Linked DNA regions of Capsicum annuum: region 1 is linked to region 2. A link is a contact called in public Hi-C data. All regions are on one chromosome and are shown on one strand. Each heading gives the region's core, a stretch centred on a gene start, on an enhancer-like site or on the middle of the called end of the contact. The rest is flanking DNA. Distances are from core to core; before and after follow the strand shown.

Evidence for each region. A called contact is a pair of places that touch in the nucleus more often than the background predicts.
Region 1: a contact with region 2 is called in a Hi-C map of leaf, with 3 times the contacts expected there. The contact joins the promoter of LOC107848475 here to the enhancer-like site in region 2. A contact is called at or near these places in 4 of 5 Hi-C or Micro-C datasets (bud, leaf and placenta).

The regions. Positions count from the first base shown.
Region 1 is chr11:219,608,797-219,613,698 of UCD10Xv1.1, reverse strand. It overlaps LOC107848475 (60S ribosomal protein L30), which reads right to left and starts at 1,483. Exons shown (of 5, transcript XM_016693246.2): 1 at 1,326-1,483; 2 at 1,088-1,193. The coding sequence starts at 1,346.
Region 2 is chr11:219,308,099-219,312,894 of UCD10Xv1.1, reverse strand. LOC107848347 (bifunctional aspartokinase/homoserine dehydrogenase) reads right to left here. Exons shown (of 12, transcript XM_016693098.2): 11 at 4,743-4,796; 12 at 3,796-4,204. The coding sequence ends at 4,079. It overlaps LOC107846912 (salutaridine reductase-like), which reads left to right. Exons shown (of 5, transcript XR_007047025.1): 2 at 357-554; 3 at 818-895; 4 at 1,846-2,028; 5 at 2,917-3,580. Among protein-coding and RNA genes, the nearest start is that of LOC107846912, 4.7 kb to the left of the region's middle. Within about 2 kb of position 3,219, at least 3 of the 5 cell types and tissues checked have an H3K27ac peak or open chromatin away from gene starts, as enhancers often do. A contact at or near this core is called in bud and leaf, where this site is marked.

The sequences.
Region 1 (4,902 bases), core at 234-2,733, 300 kb before region 2:
GGCGTCAAACACCTTGTTATCTTCTCATTCTAGTGTTGTGTTGTGAATCCGAGAGAGGTGTTTGTGGACTGTTTTGAGTCACTTCGTGAGTTCCTTGTTTTTCTTGTATCAATCTTGCTATTTTGTAGTCGTTATTTTCCTTCCAATCTATCTTTGCTTTCACCTCCTTTAAGTCTAGGATATATTGAAAACAGCCTACATCCTCACAAAGGTCCTATGCAGGGGTGGCACCACCTTATGGCTAGGGGGGTATTATCCACACAGCTATGCATGGTTAAATAAGGGGTGGAGCCACCTTATGGCTACCAGAGCCTCCTATTCACACAGTACCTAATTGATCATCTACTGTGCACATATTGTATGAACCCCCTTCGGCGGAAAATTATACTATTTACAAATGGTTAAAATTATTTTTTATGTATACATAGTTAATGTTGAACCCCCTTCGGCCATTTTGCACGAACCCCCTTGGTGAAAATTCTAGCTTCACCACTGGTCTTGTGTAAACCCTAACCCCCCCCCCCCAACACCCACACACACACGCACACAAATTACACTCAAGCATTCTGTTGGTTTGATCGAACATTTTTACATATACCAACTGCATGGCTTGACATCAAATGAAAAGATCTACGACTATAGCTATGCACAATAATGAGCAAAAGATCAACTTTTTAACACAACCTTGATCAAACATTTAACATAAATTCACCAGCTGCATCACTTGACATAGTTTAAAGAGTTTAAGTTTTGTGCACCATCGGTATACAAAATATTCTACACTAACAGGTAAACTTACCTGCTGTTGCAGGTTGACCAATTTTTTCTTTTTTCAATTTTTATGCAAAATATTGGGTAACCTGCTATAGTGTAAAATATTTTGTACACTGACCGTGCACAACACTTAAACTCTGCTTTTAAAATGCAAACATAACCATGTTTGACCATCTACAACAATGCATAATAAGGTCACTTGTACCATTACACTGGGAATCTAGTTGTTGTTCTACTTTATTAATCATAAACATACAATTATTACATTTAAATGCAAAACAAAAACAACAAACTTAACTAAAAAAGAACTGACCTTTAGAGTTCCTAAGGGTCTTAAGAACAGTCTTATAACCCAAAGTATATTTTCCACTCTTCATCACCAGAGCCAACCTATTGTTAATGCTCTCATGGGTCTTCTTCTGCATTCCCAAAAACAAAAAAAAAAAAAAATATCTTTAATATTAAAAAAAAAAATGCATTTTCTTGATTTAATTGTTAAATCAAAAAAAAATTATATGCAGAGATTAATAAAGAGAGGATTTTGATTTTACGGTTTTCTTGGCGGCAACCATGGTGGCTCTGCTAGTGGGAATGCGGCGGTTTTGGTTTTTTGGCTAATAATAATAATGGAAGTATAGAGCAGCACTACCGAGTGAGGATTGATGAATGAGATTAGGGTTTTTGAACCTGGGGTAAATGAATTATGGGCCTTTATTGTTTGGGGTGGGGTGGGGGGTAAAGGCCCAATTCGGGGGTTCGAACTAAGGCCCAATTTTTTGTAAGAACAATATAAATTCTCATAGTTTGGAGTTTAATTACTGAAAATTCTGATATTTTGCCTAATTATAGAAAATTCCGATTTTCGCTCTGCCCTGATAGATCCAACAAAGATATATAATGAGTTCCTGATAAAAAAATTTTCAATTTTGAATCTGTCGAAATACATAATACATCCAACGAACATACATTTTTTCCTTTGGAAAGATACATAATTAGATTCAATATATTTTTCTGATTTTAGATCTATCAAGATACATAATTAAAGAGACATAATTAGCTCCCAATATATTTTTTTCGATTTTGGATCAATCGAAATACATAATTAGCTCCCGATACATCAAACGAAGATACATAATTTGTTGAGATTTTTATAATTATTTTGTAAGGTGGGGATTTGTGTAAATATATTAAGTTAAGGTGTACGTTTATGTTATTTTTCGCAATTTTATTAGTTCATATTATGCAATCAAACTTGGAAACAGCCTCCAAACTTCATCTGAAGTGGTGGTATGGATTGCGTACACTTTACCCTGCTCAGACTCTACTTTGTAGGAATACATTGAGTATGTTGTTGTTGTATGATATGCAATCAACCCATTTTAAGAATATTTGGTTGAATTGTTTGGTTGAAATAGTGTTCGGTAGCCATTATTCATTCTTATTTATTTGAAAAAAAAAATAGTTATATTCTGAGGTCTCAAATTGATTTATAAGTGATTACTTTTCAATTGCTAAGGCTAAAAATAACATCTTGCACAGCTGCAGAATAAGATTATGTATAATAGATTTTTATGATCCAATTCTTTTTTAAATATTGTGCATAATGAGAATTTAATGCACCGAGCTGTCATTTTTGGTTAAGGCTCCAAAACAACTATTAGTAAACTTTGGAGAATGATAATTAAGGATTTGCAAGAGCAACATGCTATGAGCAATTTGGTTTCGTGGGGTGGGGGGATTTGAACTAAGGCCCAATCCTGTGGCCCAATTATTGTTAGTTCTTGGAAGTGAAATCAACCCAATTTCAAGAATATTTGTTTGAAATCGCATTAATCAGGCATTTTTTTGGTTTTCATTATGTAAGCTTAATCATTGTTCTGAAGTTTCAAATTTTATAATAGACTGGTAAAATATACGAATGATTAATTTTCAATTACTAAGGCTGAAATAAATTTCTCGCAAAAATACAAAGTAAGATTGCATACAATAAATCCTTTTGATTTGGCTCTTTCTCAAACTCCAAACATAGCAGGAAAAGTTTAGTTATGCTAAAAAAAAATGACCATGGTGAAGTTTGAAGAATAAGATTTGTTTTGCAAGAGCAACGTATTATGGGCCCTTTGTTATTTTAAAAGGGAAAAGGACACTCTATAACACCTTTTAAAACAAATAGCTCAAGTTTGATATTTTTCCAAAATGTGGTTAGTTAGATATACTATTTTCACTTTATAATCATTTATTAATTTGGGTCATTTTGGCTCACGTAGTTCAAATACAGTTCATATACAATACTGATACAGTTTTCAACTTGGGTCATTCGATCCTTTTAAAAATATTTCAGTTTTCTTTTCCTATAAATTTTTTAACCGAAAAAATATTCTATTTTTTTAATTGTTTAGAAACAATAATTAGATATAATTATATAAAACGATATAATTATTATATAGAATATGCATCTATATAATATATATGTATAAAAATTGTATAGTTCTATCAAATATGTATATGTATAAAATATATATATATATATATATATATATATATATATATATAAAGTGTATAAAAATTATATAATTGTTGTATAAAATGTGTAAAAGAAATATACTGCATCAAAACTGTATAATTTTCGTATAGAATATTTATATGTATAAAATATGTATAGAAACTGTATAGAATGTGTGTAGAAATGGTATAGAACAGGCCAGCAAATTAAAATGGTCAGAAAGTGTAATTTAAATTTCATGACCATTTTTTTTAAAATAGTTTAATTTGAAGTATCGTTTCTGTCATTTCCCTATTTTAAAAAGCTTTGGTTAAATCATTTTTTGCAGTTACGTGGCTTAAATAAGGCCCAAATTTTGTTGCCCATTGAAATCCACTTAACCCGATCTCAAGGATATTTGGTTAAAGTAGCAGTCACCGGTCACTTTTCGTTTTTGTCTTTAAAAAAAGTAATTTTGAAGTTTTCAATTCCACAATATAAAAACGAGGATAGTAAAGTTTCACAAATAACTAGAAAATTTATACATATATATTATATAGATATATGTATAAAATGACTATTTGTGAAGTTTCTATAGATGTGAAGTTTGAAGAAAACAATTAGAATTTTGTCTAGAAAATGATTATTTGTGAAGTTTGTCTAGAAAATGACTATTTGTGAAGTTTGAAGAAAACTATTAGAATTTTGAATGCAACGAATTAATGCTTGGGTTTAACCATTTTTTGAGTTTAGGAAGGTTCATATCAGCGTTTTGAAAGGCAGAGGGGTGTTTAGGGCGTACAGTTGGGTGTTTAAGGCGTAAGCCTCACAGTACTAAAACCTCTCCTGTGCCTTGAGGCGTTTTGCCAGTGTCTTTTCCCAAGGTGAGCCTCAAAACTGCCTTTTAAAATACTTGTTCAAACCAAGGTCCAATTTTTTCATTCTAAAAAGTTCAGTCAACCCAATTTCAAGATCTAAAAATTATATATGTACACAAGGTAACTTATATTTATTACATAAAATCTCATATTTGAAAAGAAATTATAAAATTCTCATATTAATTACTTAAATCCCTTACCTTTTTTACTTTCTCTCTCCTCTCTCTCTTATACATCCCAATACTACCGTGTTTTGCTCCTTGTTTAGTTCGATATTTTCTCTATTACTGCTCTCCATATTTCATTCCCAAAACCAAGCTACGTTTTTTGAGAGGTTTTGATTTTGTAAGTTTTCAAACATTAACTGAACATATTGATTAATTTCATCACCACCCTAATTAATTTTTGAGTATTTTTTTTCAACTTTACCAAATCAAAATTAGTTTTGTGTTTTCAAATTTATTTTTATGTCATTCCAGTGTGTTGGTTGTATTTTTTCGTATTTTTTCATATAATACAAGTCAGATTTTTTTTTTCTTTAATTTATAGTTGCAAGTGCTTAATCAATAAAGTATAAATTTTGTAATGAATTAGTCTTGTCCTAACTTTAGTTTAGAACTTAGTCAGTTAGATTGTCAAGAATAAAATCTTTCTGTTGTTGGTTTTGTTCCTGTTACATTTGATTATGAAGAATCCAATTTCGCAGAGAATCGATCCAAGCACCGAAACGACCAGATAAGCATGAAGAAATTGAGGAACCAGCCAGTT
Region 2 (4,796 bases), core at 1,970-4,469:
ATCATTGGGATCATCCCATGGCAACTTTACAAGAAAACTTAAAGACGAAATTTGAAATATGCATAGTGCATACACATATCCCCAATAGCACTTAAGTTGTTACTGTCCTTGAATAAAGTGCTCTTACAACAAAACATAAAACATAACATAAAATTTTAGTCTATGCTTTTGATAACGCCGATAGAACAAGATTATTCGTCGTAGTGATAAAGTCAGAAGGCACTTGCTCAGGTGTTCTTCTAACCTCAAAGGGGTCTCGTAATGACAGTTAATGTAGAGAAGGCATCTGAAAGGTACCTCTATCTTCTTCTCGTGTCATTTTGTTTGAAATTGTGTTCTTTTTTTTCTCCCCGCAGGATTCTAAAGGAAAAAAGGTTAGAAACTTTGGACTGAAGTGATGGGAGATGCTTGTAGGTATGCAGTGGTTACAGGAGCAAACAAGGGAATTGGCTTTGAGACTGTCAAACAGCTCGCAAATTCAGGTGTGATGGTTGTCTTAACAGCAAGAAACGAAAAGAGGGGAATGGAAGCAACATCCTTGCTGAATAAACAAGGTTTTTCGAATGTTGTTTTCCATCAGCTTGATGTTCAAGATGCTCGGACCATCGAGTCCTTGGCAAAATTCATACAAACACAATATGGGAGGCTTGATATTTTGCTAAGATTATCACCGAACTAATTTCCCGGGAAAGTTGCATAGAGTTATTGTGTTAGATAAACTCGCTATGATAGCATAAGATTCAAAGACTTCAAGTGTATTGCTCTTTCATTCGATCTTGAAGAACATATTGGAAAGTTGCTGATTAAATTTCTGCAGGTAAATCATGCTGGAGCTTCTGGAGTTGTAGTTGATGAAGATGTCCTAAGGGCATTGAATGTAGATCCTGAAGACTGGGTAAGATAATTTGCTCAGTGCTTAGTTTGTGTTTATTATGGATTTCACATGGTAGTTGAGCGATATGCGATTCAATCCCATATCTGATTGAAAATTTTGGTCTTTGAGGTAGGCAATAATGCTCGTATGATTTCTGGTCGTGCTCTGAACTAGTCTTAGAGGGATTATTTTATGTAGTTGTAACCCATAAGGATGAGATAGTAGTGGTAGGAACCATGATTTTCACTAAGGGGAGTCAAAACATAAAGAGATGAGCATACGAAAAACTCAAAGCGATTTAGCACATAGTATATAAACAGCTTTTTCTTTACCTATCTACACTCTGTAGTTTTCAAGGGAGTATCTGCCATTGCATGAGGGTTATCCCATCCCTCCTTATCTCCTTTATGTTTTTTGTTTGCTATATTGTTATCTGTCCTGAACCGGGGGTCTATTGGAAACAGCCTCTCTATTTCATCTGAGGTAGTGTTATGGACTACATGCACTTGTGGTATGGACTACATGCACTTACCCTCCCCAGACCTCACTTTGTGCGAATACACTGGGTATGTTGTTGTTTTTGTTTTCATAGTGAGATACCGTAACCAAAGAAAAGATTTGTGGTGGGGATGGTTAGAGTAACCAAAGCCATCGGAACTTCTATTTTATACCTCGGAAAAATCCATATAGATGGCAAAAGCTCATGACAATAGTAAAGACTCTAAGTCGGGATCGCTAACAAGTTCTCAACAGACTCACTAAGTCTGGATCACTAACTAATTCTAATCTAATATAGCAGGCTAATTATCCAATATAATTGAAAAAAAAAGTCTTTTTTGTATACTTTCCCTGGTTATGTCGTTACTGCCGGCTTTATGCAATCGATATAATACGGTTACCTTTATTTTTGATTGAGGTATTATTATATTGATGTAAATGGGACTTACCAATATGCTTATCGTTGCAAACAGTTAGCAGGGAAAGCTGTCAATGTCATTCAAGTTGCGATGAAAACAACCTACGAGAGTGCCAAATTATGCTTGGACACTAATTACTATGGTGATAAGAATGTTACTGAAGCTCTTCTTCCGCTGCTACAAAATTCTACTTCAGCAAGAATTGTTAATGTTTCCTCCCTTAGAAGTGAACTAAAGGTAAGACCCATCTTTCTATTCATTTCTTATAGAGTTGCCAGAGCAAAGTTAGTAGAAGTTTTTGCACGGTTTGCCACCGTTTAGCACAAGCCCGCACCCATAAATTGATTATCAGCGCGTCCACAATTCCTGTTCTTTTGTGCTTTGAGTATTAGTTTTCAAGCTAGTTGTAATTTTGGCTAATATATTATCAGAATGAAACCTTCAATTTGTTTGAAGTGTCTCGTTTATCCTTGGTGACCGGTGATTAAGCCTAGAATTTTGTTAGGGTTGTTCAAGATTTAAGATGGTTCAGACAAGTGAAAAAGGTGTGTGTGGATGCGCCAGTAAGGAGATTTAAGAGTAGTTGTGTAGTCTCTTATTCTTCAGTGTGTATTTCTATCTGTTACTGCATTTGCTTTGTACCTTGTTAGTTTGCCGTCATATTTTTTTTTACAATCCTGCTTCCGAACTCTTCTTTTGAGCCGAGGATCTGTCAGAAACAACCTCTCTATCCCACAAAGGTACGGGTAAGGTCTATTACATCCTATCTTCTCAAGACCTCACTTGTGGGATTATACCAGGTATGCTGTAGTTGAAATTAATGTGCTAAGCCTAAGTGACCTTGCGATTTAAAAGTTTGCGCGACAATTTGGAAATCAGGTTCGAATCCAAGTAGAGTCGACTCTAGGTGAAGTCTTGTATTTCAAGGGATTGTATTAATTATCTCAATCAACATCCAAAGGACCATATCCTTATAACCTTGAGTCATTTTCAGTCTGAAAATTAAATCCAACAGATAGCAGACGGATCCTTGTGTTTTTCTTGATTGGTAATCGAAGAAACAAGATGGGAACACGATATCATAACATTTCATATTTCTTATCGATTTTTTTCATTCTCATGCAGCAAGTACCAAATGAGCAGAGGAGAGGAGAAAAGAGCTCGGAGATATTGAAAACCTAACAGAAGATAAAATCGACAAGATTCTCCAGAAATTTCTGTATGATCTGAAACAAGATGCTCTGGAAGTGAACGGTTGGCAGATGATGCTACCAGCATATAGCATTTCAAAAGTATCACTTAATGCTTACACCAGAATCCTTGCAAGAAGGTACCCGAAAATGTGCATCAATTGTGTCCATCCTGGATACGTCAACACGGATATAAACTGGCACACTGGAACAATGCCTGTTGAAGAAGGTGCTGAAGGACCTGTCAAGCTAGCTCTTTTGCCTGATGGAGGACCTACTGGTTGCTACTTTAGATATAACAATAACTACACCTCAGTCCCAAACAAGTTGGGGTCAGTTGCCATGGAATACAATGAGGTATCTGGTTGGATTTCTGAGCTGGGTTGGTGTCTGGTGGTTGTGTTAGTAGTTGAAGTAATGAAGGAAGCAAAGAGTAAACATTTGGTTCTTCTATTTGTCCATTTTACCAAACATTTTTTTTTAGAATGAAACATCATTAACATTTTGGTGTAATTCATTCTCTTTTACTCCCTACGTTCACTTTTACTACTTGTGATCCACGCGACTTATACAAGAATCCTATATCTTACCCACCTAAAGTTGTTCTGATTGAATTTTAAGGATCTCATTCGCTGTCAAAGCGCATTTTGTGAAGTGTTCTCTTGTCAAAGAGGCTAGAGCTAGGCCTAATTGCAAATGAAGCGAATTGTTGATTGTCATAAAGACTTATTTCCAGACCCCAATTGTCCCCCGGAAGGAATATGTGCATCTAAAAGATATCATGAAAGTCATCTTTCATGTATTTGGTTGGTGAGATAAATATTTTCTAAAAGTATATATCTGGAAAATGGAGATTATGAGCATGATCATAAAACATTTCATACATCAAAAGTTCAGGTACCAAAATGGTCTAGCACTGAGGCAAATATATGGCTCAATTTACACTTTCCATTCCAGTCGTTATGCAGCAATTTACTGTAAACTGGCAACTCCCGCGTATAGAGAAATTTTTCAAAATTCCATGTGCTAGCCGATGGACAAAACTTCTTTCGTCCTTTGAGTATTGGATGTTTGAATCGCAGTGTATAACACTTGGTTTATGGGAATAAATCTTGAATGTCAAGGATATCAGCTAGGACACCAGCTGCAGTGGTATCATTTCCTGCTCCAGCACCTTGGATAACCAAAGGTCGTTTCTCGTAACAACGGGTGTATATCTCCACCTGTAGACAAACGAAGACAGACACAGAGTCACCATTGCCCTTCTTCGACAAATGCAGTCATTAATCTTACTGTTTGAATAACTTCCTACGTTCAAGGGGTACATTTTAGGATTAAGGTAGAATCGAAGACCTTAGCTGCACAGTTTTGCAAGGCAACACCAGATGATGCATAGTGTAAGACAAAGCAAGGCGTTCGCCTAGGCATGGGTAAGGATGTAGAAAAGACATATTCATATTCTTTAGAATCACAGCATGATGGTATAGTGCACTTGCTACAATTGGGAGATCGATTGAACGCACAACAGTATTAAAAGAAAAAAAAAAATATCAGCAGCATGATGTTATACATGACTACACTGACATCACAAAAGGGGTTTGGACAATTAAAAATGTTTTACCTTGATAATCTAATAACGATGCATACTATGTAGTTAAACATCCATAGCAATTGAGAGTAAATTCCCAACGGAAAAAAGGTAACGGAATAAGGATGGACCAAGAAACAGCAAAATGGGAGTTGAAAGTGCACAATTCATACCACGTTATCACTTCCGCGTAATCTTCCCAATGCAGAATCTTTTGGAACTTCTTG